Regions from separate parts of the Mus musculus genome. Here regions 1 and 3 are each linked to region 2. A link is a contact called in public promoter capture Hi-C data. All regions are on one chromosome and are shown on one strand. Each heading gives the region's core, a stretch centred on a gene start, on an enhancer-like site or on the middle of the called end of the contact. The rest is flanking DNA. Distances are from core to core; before and after follow the strand shown. Region 1 holds the start of 2700049A03Rik (RIKEN cDNA 2700049A03 gene). Region 2 holds the start of Snapc1 (small nuclear RNA activating complex, polypeptide 1). Region 3 holds the start of Daam1 (dishevelled associated activator of morphogenesis 1).

Region 1 (3,670 bases), core at 840-3,339, 2.8 Mb after region 2:
TTTCAGGGACTGGAGAGATGGCAGAGCAAGATAAAAGTGCTTGCTGATCTTGCAAAGGACTGGAGATTGGAATCTCCTGTAGACGGCTCCCAATCACCTGTTAAGTCTAGCTCTAGGTAGATTTAGCTACTCTGGCTGCCATGGGCACCTGAACTCGTTTCCAGACACCTACACATAGACACACAATTGAAAGTGGTATTTTTGAAAACCCTAAAAGATATTTTATCCAATGCAGAAAAAAAAAAAAATATGAGACTTACCAGAACAAACCTTGTATATAGCCAGGCATGGTAATGCATGCCTTAATCCCAGAATTCAAGAGGCAGATTTCTGTGAGATCAAGGCCAATCAGGACAAGGGAAAACTTGTCTCAAAACCAAAAAACACTAGATTGATATAAAACTCTGATTTAACAGACAGCCTATGCCTTTAATCCCAGCACTCGGGAGGCAGAGGTGCACAAGAGGAAATAGTCAAGTCTCTCTCATTCTACATGCTGAATCCTATTTCCCCAGGGAACCAAGTTACTTTTCAAACATCTTTACAAACCAGACTTGTATCTTACATTTTTGAATGTAAACACTGACTCCTTTAAATTTGGGGGAATGCACAACTCAAAATAGTGATAAAGACTAATGACTTATAAAAAAAGGAAACTGGCTGGGCAGTGGTGGCGCACGCCTTTAATCCCAGCACTTGGGAGGCAGAGGCAGGTGGATTTCTGAGTTCGAGGACAGCCTAGTCTACAGAGTGAGTTCCAGGACAGCCAGAGCTGCACAGAGAAACCCTGTCTCGGAAGAGAGAGAGAGAGAGAGAGGGAGAGAGAGAGAGAGAGAGAGAGAGAGAGAGAGAGAAAACGTAAACTGGGTGGGAAACTGAAACATTTGGAATCACATACCACATAACGTTCCATTAGAACTAGTCCTCGTTTCAACAGCAAGACGTTTATTTGCAGCCAGGGCTGGAGGAACACGGGGCAGCTCATCTTCCACCACAGCCAATTTATTCCCTTGGTTTGGAGAAACAATCTCTCGCAGTTTCCTCGCTGGCATTTTAAGCCTTTGCCCCCTTTCCAGGCTAAACTCAACGTTTTTCATCTGGTTAGTCACAAATCAAGTCCCGCCGTTCTTAACAGAGGGAATTCTAGCTTCTCAAAACTTAAGGACGCAGTTTCTCCTTGAGTACCAGGAAAAGAAGTAATGGTGGAAGTGAATTTGAAAAACACCTGAGTTCCAAAAATAATTATGAAGCAGTCATTAACTTAGAAAGTCTATAGGCAAAATATCCATAAAGCTGTAAATTTCGATTTTGACATTTAATCCAGGGCTAAATACGACAAAAACAAAAAACAAAACAAAACAAAAAGTCTTGATCCCACTGAGTCTGTTAATGCATCGAAGAAATAAATTTCAAAGGAATTATGCCAAGAGCAAAAGAGAAGCCACGGGAACCGTAATAAAAACGCACTCCTCCAAACCCAGAGCTGCAGCTGAAAACCCCAACAGACGTGGAGGCGGGGTTAGGATTTGTTAAGGAGACCCAGACGAGCAGGCAACGTTAAAATCGTGTTTTTTAAAACACCACCCTCATAAGAGCTTAGTAGATTTCTTTCTACGAGTCAGGACGCAATTTCGGACACCTCAACTTAGTCTTCAGAGTCTCCACAGAGTCCGGCACACACGCCGTCTTGATTTTGATAGAATAACAGCTTCGGTTGTTCGCGGGTCAATACCGTCTTCCCCGAAAACCCGCCCTTGAGCGTCAGCACGCATGCGCGCAAAGATCCAACCCCCCCCCCCCCGACCGGAACGGGAGTGCTCTGGTGCTCTTCCATTCGTGTCCGGGTGGAAACAAACTCCCAACATAAAAGACTGCCAGGAGATGTGACTTTTTTTTTTTAAAGGCAGAATATCGCCTTTATGTTTGGACACAGTACTAAGTATTCCTAGAGGAATGGCGAATTCTCGATTAGCCCATAAACACTTTTGTTTATCAAGGGTTATTTACACTGTAGGAACTGCAGACCGTTAGAAACCTAGTAGGTTAAGCATATTAGGCTTTCTAGAAATTTCGACAGATTCCGTTGCCGTGGAAAAGGAAGTGAAAAGTACAGAGAGCACTGACGAACAGATAATCACAAAAGTTAATTCTTAGATGATTTTTAGAATTTGCTTGGGCACTTGCTTTTCTTCCTACATTTTCCCACGTGGTAACGAATCTGCGTCTAAGGGTCTGAAGCCATGCTTGACATCACTGCCCCCACGTGTTCTCAGCTTTCCGCGGCGCGGCGCTCGCTCTGTACTGACCCTCCGAGCTCACACGCTACCTGCCCCGCAGCTCTTCAGCCCGGTCCCGGTGTCAGAGGCGAGATCCTGTGGCTAAGTATGGTCCCTTTCCTCTGCTTTCATAATCCCGGGTTCGCGGCCAGTGGGGTGACAGCCTTCACTCGGGAAAGGGAGCGGGCAGGTACCCCGGAGGGAGACGCCGCGTGCACGCGGGTCGTGGGGCTGCGCAACCGGCAGCGCGGCGCAGCGGGAGGCCAGCCGTGTCCCGGAGGCCTTGTCACCCCGAGGGTGGGGACCCTAGGCCCCGAGACACCGCCCACCCGGGACTGGATCGCTTGGGGGCACGCTTTGAGATTACAAGGTAGCCAGCCACTCGATGACCTTGAGCTGTCAGACAGGAGCCCCTTTACTGAAAATCTAGACTTCCTCGGCTCTTACCCTGTCTGCACACTATGCCTTATGTCATTAGGTACAAGGGCTCGCACCCTTCCCAGGTCTCATATTGGAGAACGCACTGCTTAGAGCTTTCCCATTACGCCTTGCTAGAAGCTTTTAAAATGTATTTTTTTAAAGTATAATAGATTAATCATTTTTCTACCTATTACATTTTCTCTTGTTGTAGATTTATCTGTTGGTTCATGATTTGTTGTATAAGTGTATTAAAAGACCGAATGGCAATGTCAGAGCTGCAAGAGACCTTAGGGATGAATTAACTTCTGTAATTTCTATATAAAAGTTAGATATGAAAAAAAATGACCTTTCCCCTCTAATTTCAAAACGCTGAGCAACTGCAACAGCAATCAGTAAAGTGACCTGAGTAAATAATTTGTAACGAATGTCAGACCTGGGACTCCACCCCCCAAGTAGCGTGGTTCTCATCTTCCTTGAGGCTAGACTTTGAATCGGGAAACAATAGGAATTCATTTTCAAGTGCTTTTAGCTATGATTAACACTGAGTTAATTAAGAGTTGCCTGTAATGCTGGGTGTAGTGGCAGCCTTTAGGCCTAGCTACAAAGAGCTCCAAGACAGCTGGGGCTACATAGAGAAACCCTGTCGAAAGAGATAGAGAGAGAGAGAAAGAAAGAGAGAAAGACAAAAAAAAAAAAAAAAAAACAACCTTGTCTGTTCATCCCACAACCTAACTAAACCTGCAAATAATCTAAAGGATCATGTGAAAAATAATAAGATAATAAAATAAAAAAATTTCTATTAAGTATTTGAACTCTCAAAATAAACACTGACTTATAGCCTCTGAACAAAAAATAGTTTAGGGGATTATTATTCTTTTTGTCAACATTTTTTTAACTATGTTTCTCCCCCCCACCTCATTTTCACATCAAGTTCCCCTCACCCTTCCCTAAATACATCTGTAGATACACTTTGT
Region 2 (3,635 bases), core at 66-2,565:
TATTAAGATTCCATTCAATCATTTACCCTTTTCAAGAATTTATATGGTATGGTAATTAATACAAACACCGTATTCAAACGTGGGCAAGGTGGTGAATGCCTGACCTTAGAAGGAAGAGTCAGGCAGATCTCAAGGCCAGTCTGGTATAACGGCAAGTTTCAGGCCAGCCAAAGCTACACACAATGAGGGCAAGTCTCAAAAACAAGTAAGGAATACCACATTAATCACATGGCTGTTCTCACTAAGTTCAGTCTAAGGGAGAAATCAAAGAGTAGTAATAACTCTGAACATTAATTTCACACGTCGAACCAGCTAATATATTGATTCATTTAATTCCCACACTATCATGATCTAGTTTACAGACAAAAAGGGTTGTCTCAGATCTGGGGGAGGGGGACTGGAGAGCTGTATTCAAATCCTGATGCCCAAGACCCATCATCTCCACTCTTCACCGTTATCCAAGACTGCGTCTCTAATTATGAAATATACTCTAGACGGTGAGATAAGCCCTTCGTGCTGGGGGTAGACAGAACTCGAGCCTCTCACTTAGTCCCGAAGGCCAAAAGAATTCCCTAAAGAACTGTCATTTGGGTTCAAAAATGACTGACGAAGTGGACAAGCAAAAGGAGATGGAAAATTCCCAGGCTAGGAAACGCCAGTGGAGTACCAAAAGCAACTCGAGCCAAGAGAGTGAGTGCAAGGTGTGGGCACTGGAGATGAGGCTGGGGACAGAGGTAAAGGCAGCTACTGGCTTGAATCTAGGCTTTATCCAACTAAAGGCGATACACAGAGATTCAAACCTGCACTTGCAACGTCAGTTGTTGCATGCTAAATGAATTCGTTCGTAGAGGACCCTGTGTCGGTGGGAATACTTTGTTTCTAACCGCGGATTCATTCGGCAATCAAGATTGGAGGAGGTTTGGCCTCGGATGGAGGCGGTGGAGATGCAGAGGGCCGAGCCAGCAGAGTGCAAGGGCGACCCACGGAAACCGCCAAGGCGGAGGTCGGGGATGCAGGCTGCGTTCCCCACAGGAGAGACAGGGTAGGAGGACGAGGCACACCCACCAGAAGATGGTCGCGAACTTCATGCTGCGCCAGAGCTCCGTGAAGTCCTCGAAGCGCACGCTGTCCATCTCTTGGAAGCGGCTGAGCAGCGTCTCGTAGTCAGTCTGCAGGCCCGGAGGGATCCCCACGCCTTCAACAGTTCCAGCGCCCGTGGGACGGGTCCCGGCGCCCGCAGGAGTCCCCATGCTCACTCTCTCCCGGACCCGGCTTCCCCAATGCCCAGAAGGCCCTGTAGCACCGCCCCAGTCACGTCACATCACGTACGCGCACTCCGTGACGTACTATCCGGGACCTCAAGCCCCGCCTTCATCCGGGTCTTACCTGGCGCCTGTGGCGCTTCTTGCGCGTGCGTAAATGCAAGGTGATTTTAGTCTAGGAAGCCGAACTTGGTGTGATACACGCCTTTAATTTCAGTGCTTGAGAGGCAGAGACAGGAGGATTTCTGTGATTTACAAGCCTGTCCGGTGTATGCAGCGAGTTTCAGGTCTACATAGAGAGACCCTCTAAATAAATAAATAAATAAGACCTTCAAATTAGATAAGTAGGTAGATAAAACAATAGTAGTGCCTGCTAACTATTAATCAATAGGACATGAAGACTCGATTTCTCTCTCTCTCTCTCTCTCTCTCTCTCTCTCTCTCTCTCTCTCTCTCTCTCTCTCTCTCTCCCTCCCTCCCTCCCTCCCTCCCTCCCTCCCTCTCTCTCTCTCTCTCTTTCTTTCTTTCTTCTTTTTTTTTTTTTTTCCGAGAAAGGGTTTTCTGTATATCCCTGGCTGTCCTGAAACTCATTCTGTAGATCAGGCTGGCCTAAAACTCAGAAATCCGCCTGCCTCTGCCTCAACTAACAGCCCCCAAAAGGATTTGAGGTCTTCATTGCCTCCTGACTTATGTAAACTACACTTAGCCTGCCAGTCTTCTTTAAAGTGACTCTACAGTAGCAACCACCCTAACCTCCCTCCACGTGGGAAGATGATCTAAAGAGAACTTGTTAGGGAAGGAACTCCCGTGGTTCTTCCTCATTGCCAAGATCCCCTACAGTCTATGCTTACTTGAGTGATTAATTTGTGGCTCTCCAAGTAATATGCAACCACTCTGGGCAGCAGTTGCTGTTTCCTACCGTTGTTGCCTCTGACAATCTAGCACACTGTCTGATATACTGTTTGGCTAAAGTAGCTCTCTAGAAATCCCACTTTTTAGCTTCTCCCAGGGGCTTGTTACGGGTTAGCATTCTGTATTTGAACTGTATTTCTGTTTTGAAGGCACACTAATCTTTAGAAAAGGTATTCTGGGATGTGCTTGTATGGATGCATTTATTTTATTGTTTGTAATGGTTTGTTTGTGTGTGTGTGTGTGTGTGTTTTCATGAACACACCTCCTGGCCCATGTGGAGGCCAGAAGTTGATGTCCAGTGTGTATACATATATTTTAGTTGTAGTGGGTTTTTTGGTTTGTTTTGGGTTTTTTTTTGTTTTTTTGAGACAGGGTTTCTCTGTATAGCCTTGGCTGTCCTGGAACTCACTTTGTAGACCAGGCTGGCCTCGAACTCAGAAATCCGCCTTCCTCTGCCTCCCAAGTGCAGAATTAAAGGCGTTTGCCACCACGCCCAGCTATAGTTGATTTTTAATTTTATGAAAATAGAATTGCAATCTACAACTCATATTCTTCAAAATATTTTTAAACATTCAAGATGTATCTGTGCTGCTATTTGCAGCCATAGTTCCTATTTTCACTGTTGAATTAACACTAATACTTTGTTGAATTAATACACAATTTGCCCACAGTTCCCTCTTGGAGTTTATATAAATTCCAGATTTTGCTATCATAAACAAAGCCACTACAATCACATCTCCACCTACTTTGTAAGGACAAAATACAGAAGACTTAATCAAATTTGAATTTTCATATCAACTTTAAAGCTTACTTCCTGTGACAAAAATCCTTAAGACAATTTACTTTAAAAAAAAGAAAAGAAAATGTTAGCTGGGTATGGTGGTGGTGCACACCTTTAATCCCAGCACTCAGGAGGCAGAGACAGGTGGATCTCTGTGAGTTCAAGGCCAACCTGGTCTACAATCTGAGTCCAGGACAGCCAGGGCTGGTTACATTGAGAAACCTTAGAGAGAGAGAGAGAGAGAGAGAGAGAGAGAGAGAGAGAGTTTATTTGGACTTCAGTTGATTGTTAGTTAACCCTATTGCCTTGGGAGGAACGCAAATGATGGAGCTCTTAGGGGTATGTGTGTGTTTGTGTGTGTGTGTGTGTGTGTGTGTGTGTGTGTGTGTGTGTGTGTGTGTTGGGGTTCAAGAATCACCTCCCAAACCATACAAACACTGATCTTAAGTAAGAATAGTTTATTGAACAGACATCTTCATACTGAATGTTTGGGACAACAAAAAGGACTCAGAAGCTTAACTGTAGTATTAGACTGCTCTCAGGATAGACTTTTTATAGGAAAAATCAGCTTCAGACATTTAAAGGGCAAGGAGGCGAGCAGTTGGCTTCCTAGGCAAAGCTCTTTGGTCCTGAGTACAGTAAGCAGGGTGGTGAACAGGGAAACTTCAGAGCATTGAGAT
Region 3 (3,470 bases), core at 554-3,053, 2.1 Mb after region 2:
ATGGTACTTCAGGTAATTGCTGACCAGGGAGCTGTGTAGGCCTGGGAAGAGTGACCTTGTTAAGTAAATTGCCTCCAGCACTATTAACTATGATAATGATGGAAAGATACAGTTCACTCGTTGGAGGAAAAACATCTTCCAAATTTAGTTTACCTTAGAACAAAAGCCCCAGACAATTCGCTTTGAGATGATGTATAGGCACATGGGAGGGGACAGGTCCAAAAATATGGTGTCCAAGCTATGTAGGAAAGAATATGGGGGAGTCCCAGAGCTGCTAGGAGGGTGAGGAAGAGGGAGCAGCTGGGCCCAGGGCAAACATTTGACCACACCCCCCCGACCACACCCTCCCAGCTGCCCGCAGAGCCACAACGAATTGAAACAGCAGTGCGAGCTGTTAAGATTCCAAAGGCAGAAGTCGCCATGGCAACCGGATTCGTCTTGCAGGCAAACTATGCTTCAATTCACTAGGTCCGGCTCAAATCTCAAGAAACTACCAATTCAATGGGGGCAAAACGGTCACGGGCAGCATTTGCTCTGGATGCTCTCCCAACATTGACGGTGGAGGAGAGAGACTGAGAGGAGGAATCTATTTCTGAGCACAGTAAAACATTTTATGGGGAGGGGACAGAACGTCCCAAACCTTGATTGTAAGCAACGTGCAAAGGACCGTAGAAGGGTTTGATGAATGTGAGTAAATGAACGAATGGAGCTGACGCAAAAAGGGAAAAGAAAAGCCAGAAGACTTTCGAGTTGTCCAGCCGGGCCGGGTCCGGTCGGGTCGGGCCCGGCCTCGCCTCGCCCTGCTCTCCTCTCTAGTCAGAAGACAAGCCAATCCCAAACAGCTGGTTTGGGCACCAGTTAGATAAACCCGATTATCCAGCCCTCCTGCCCCCACAGCGAACCTTATCATTAGGTTATCCACCACCCCATCACCACCATGGTTCTAAGGAGAGCGTTTAGCCCACGCCCAGGTGCCCTTTGCAGGGCTCCATTTGGCAGAGCCAAGACTGCGATACGCCCCTCGAAGCAGGACGCGGGGAACCCCATCCAGTCCCCCGGAGACGCAGCCTCCCCGCGCCGCAGCTAGCCGCCGGCTCGCGGCCTCCGCAATGCCAGGTTTCCTTCTTCTCTCTGCACACAGTAAACTCGGAGACTGCCTGGATTAGTCAGCCCCTCCGTTTTGAGTATGACTTGACCCGAAGGTGATAGGAATGGTAGGGGAATCGCGGTCACGGCCATGCCCACGGATCTTACAGAGCCAGCGGCCCAGGAGCGCCGCCCGCTGCCGCAGCTCCCTCAGCCCTGGCCCCGGGGAGCCTGTGGCCGGGAAGAAGAGAGATGTACCCGGCCGGCTCCACGGCCACCGAGCGCCTCGGAAAGAAAGAAGGGAGGGACCCCATCCTCGGGGATGCCTTCCTTCAGGCTCGCCTCGCTCCGAGCCGTGCTGCAGCCATTTTCCAAAGCCTAGATTGGCAGCTCGTAGCTGTCTCGGTCCTGTTCCCACCCAAACCCAACCTGAAGGACGAGTTTAATATTTACCTACTGGCCCCGGAGCTCCGGGAAGCAGCAGGAGGGCGCGCCGCGACAGCGCGAAGAACCAGCACGCCCACCCCGCGCCACGGTGCGGTGCCGCTAATGAATGAGTGCGGCGGGCGAGCCGAGGAGTCCCCTCACCTGAGCAGCCGCTGCATGCTGGAAAGGCCGCTCTGCGCTCCCGGTACAATGGGATCCGGTTAAACAGTTCCCTTCACAGCCGCTCGTAGGTTACCAACTCGCAGGTGACATCACCCTCGTCTCCTCTGATAGGACACAAGGTGGCACCCACTGCGCATGGACGCTTTGACTCGCCTTTAGGATTCTGGATGTTGTAGTCCTAGTCCTACAGACAGAGCCGAAACAGTCTCTCCATCCTCACGCTCAGGAACTACATTTACCGAGGTGCATCTCTGTCCCTCTGTGCCAGCCCCCTCCCCGCCCCCCAGACCCGCCCCCTCCCCGCCCTCCAGTTTAGCAGAACCAGTGGTGGTCAGTCAGAAGCCTAGGGGCATAATGTTTGGGGAAGAGGGCGAGGCACCCAGCGGCCGTGCCCTTTGACTTGACCTCTGATCCTGCCAGCGGGTAGGCTGCAGGACCAAGGGGCGTCCTGAACTCGCGCACACCCGCCAGGCACTTCTGTTCGGTTGGGCTCTCCTGCCCCCATCTGGGAAGGGTCCATAAAAGCCTTTCTCTTCCTTCCCTGCTCAAAACCACTAATTCATAGGACTCCAGGGGTTCTGGGTTGAATACTGAATCAGTATTTCCTCACATCCCCAAGGATCAAACAACGCCAGCCGCGGAAAAAAAGGAATCTCCTTGAACCACACTTTGGGTTAGTTCACCTTCCTCCTCTCTTTCCTTTTTTCCCTTTTAAACCAAGACCGAGTCGAGTGGTCAAGAAGAAAGCTGGGGACAACTTAGTTGGCTAACCTGAGAAAAACCGGCGGCTGTCACTAATGAAAATGCTGTGTAATAGAAGACAGAGACAGTCACCACAATCCTGCGTCTGAAAGCCTGCTGCTGTGGAGATAAAACTATCGAACAGCCATGCTTTTGTTCATCCCTTTAGGGACTTCCCGCTCTGGTGGCTCTCAGCTCCTCCGAAGATAACATGCATATCTCAAAGTTTTAGTTAATTACTCATATATAAAATTTTAAAATCCACAACACTCCCTCCACCCTTGTTCCCCGCACATTTCCTTTCAAAAATATAAAAATTTTAAGACCTTTAAGCAAACAGTACCCTTCAAGGATTGCCCCCGATCTTCAGACACTTTTATGTGTATTCAAGTGTTAGCAAAGGGTGTGAAGTGAAATTCTGACCCTTCTGGAAGATTTTGGTTTTAATACATAAAAGTTTTCGGTTTCATGATCTCATTCAATAACACCAAAGGTGAGAAACTTAAATAGAGGGAACAAATGTCCAAGTGTGTGTGTGTGTGTTTGGGGGTGGGGGGGGCTGTATTCATTCCACTCTCAATGGCACTGCTGTGATCAGCTCACACGCCCTCTTCCACCAGCAAAATTAAGATTTTGCTTCTCAGGAAATGAAGACTGACAATTAAAATTTCCAACTACTCTTCACCTAATTGCTGGTGGAATATCACATCACTACTTATCTTCCCTTTTCTGCTTCAAACACTAAGGCTCAAGTGAAATACGTTCTTGGAACTAGAGGAGCATCTCAGAGGAGAGGGAAAATGATGGGTTTTTTTGTTTGTTTGTTTGTTTGTTTGTTTGATTTTTGGGTTTTTTTTTTTTTTGTGTGTGTGAAAGAGGAGGTTGCTGTTGGATTCTGATCGTCTTTTGACAAGCCTATTCTGTACAGAGCAGAACCGTTTGTCTCCACAGAAGCAGGATATAACTTTGTTGCTCTTCTGATCTATTCTATTTCAAATATCTGAAGTGGAACCTAGACAACACAATTGTTCCTT

The links. Promoter capture Hi-C pulls out the DNA fragments that hold promoters and counts their contacts.
Region 1: a contact with region 2 is called in a promoter capture Hi-C map of second pharyngeal arch cranial neural crest. The contact joins the promoter of 2700049A03Rik here to the promoter of Snapc1 in region 2. A contact is called at or near these places in 3 of 39 promoter capture datasets (hippocampal neurons, pre-B cells and second pharyngeal arch cranial neural crest) and 1 of 115 datasets of contacts at active chromatin or transcription factors (large pre-B cells).
Region 3: a contact with region 2 is called in a promoter capture Hi-C map of pre-B cells. The contact joins the promoter of Daam1 here to the promoter of Snapc1 in region 2. A contact is called at or near these places in 2 of 39 promoter capture datasets (cranial neural crest and pre-B cells).

What each region holds. Positions count from the first base shown.
Region 1 is chr12:71,135,267-71,138,936 of GRCm38.p6, reverse strand. It overlaps 2700049A03Rik (RIKEN cDNA 2700049A03 gene), which reads right to left and starts at 2,089. Exons shown (of 30, transcript NM_001163378.1): 1 at 899-2,089. The coding sequence starts at 1,097. It overlaps Timm9 (translocase of inner mitochondrial membrane 9), which reads left to right and starts at 2,262. Exons shown (of 5, transcript NM_001286203.2): 1 at 2,262-2,382.
Region 2 is chr12:73,962,177-73,965,811 of GRCm38.p6, reverse strand. It overlaps Snapc1 (small nuclear RNA activating complex, polypeptide 1), which reads right to left and starts at 1,315. Exons shown (of 10, transcript NM_178392.5): 1 at 1,066-1,315. The coding sequence starts at 1,250.
Region 3 is chr12:71,829,401-71,832,870 of GRCm38.p6, reverse strand. Daam1 (dishevelled associated activator of morphogenesis 1) reads right to left here and starts at 1,803. Exons shown (of 26, transcript NM_026102.3): 1 at 1,540-1,803.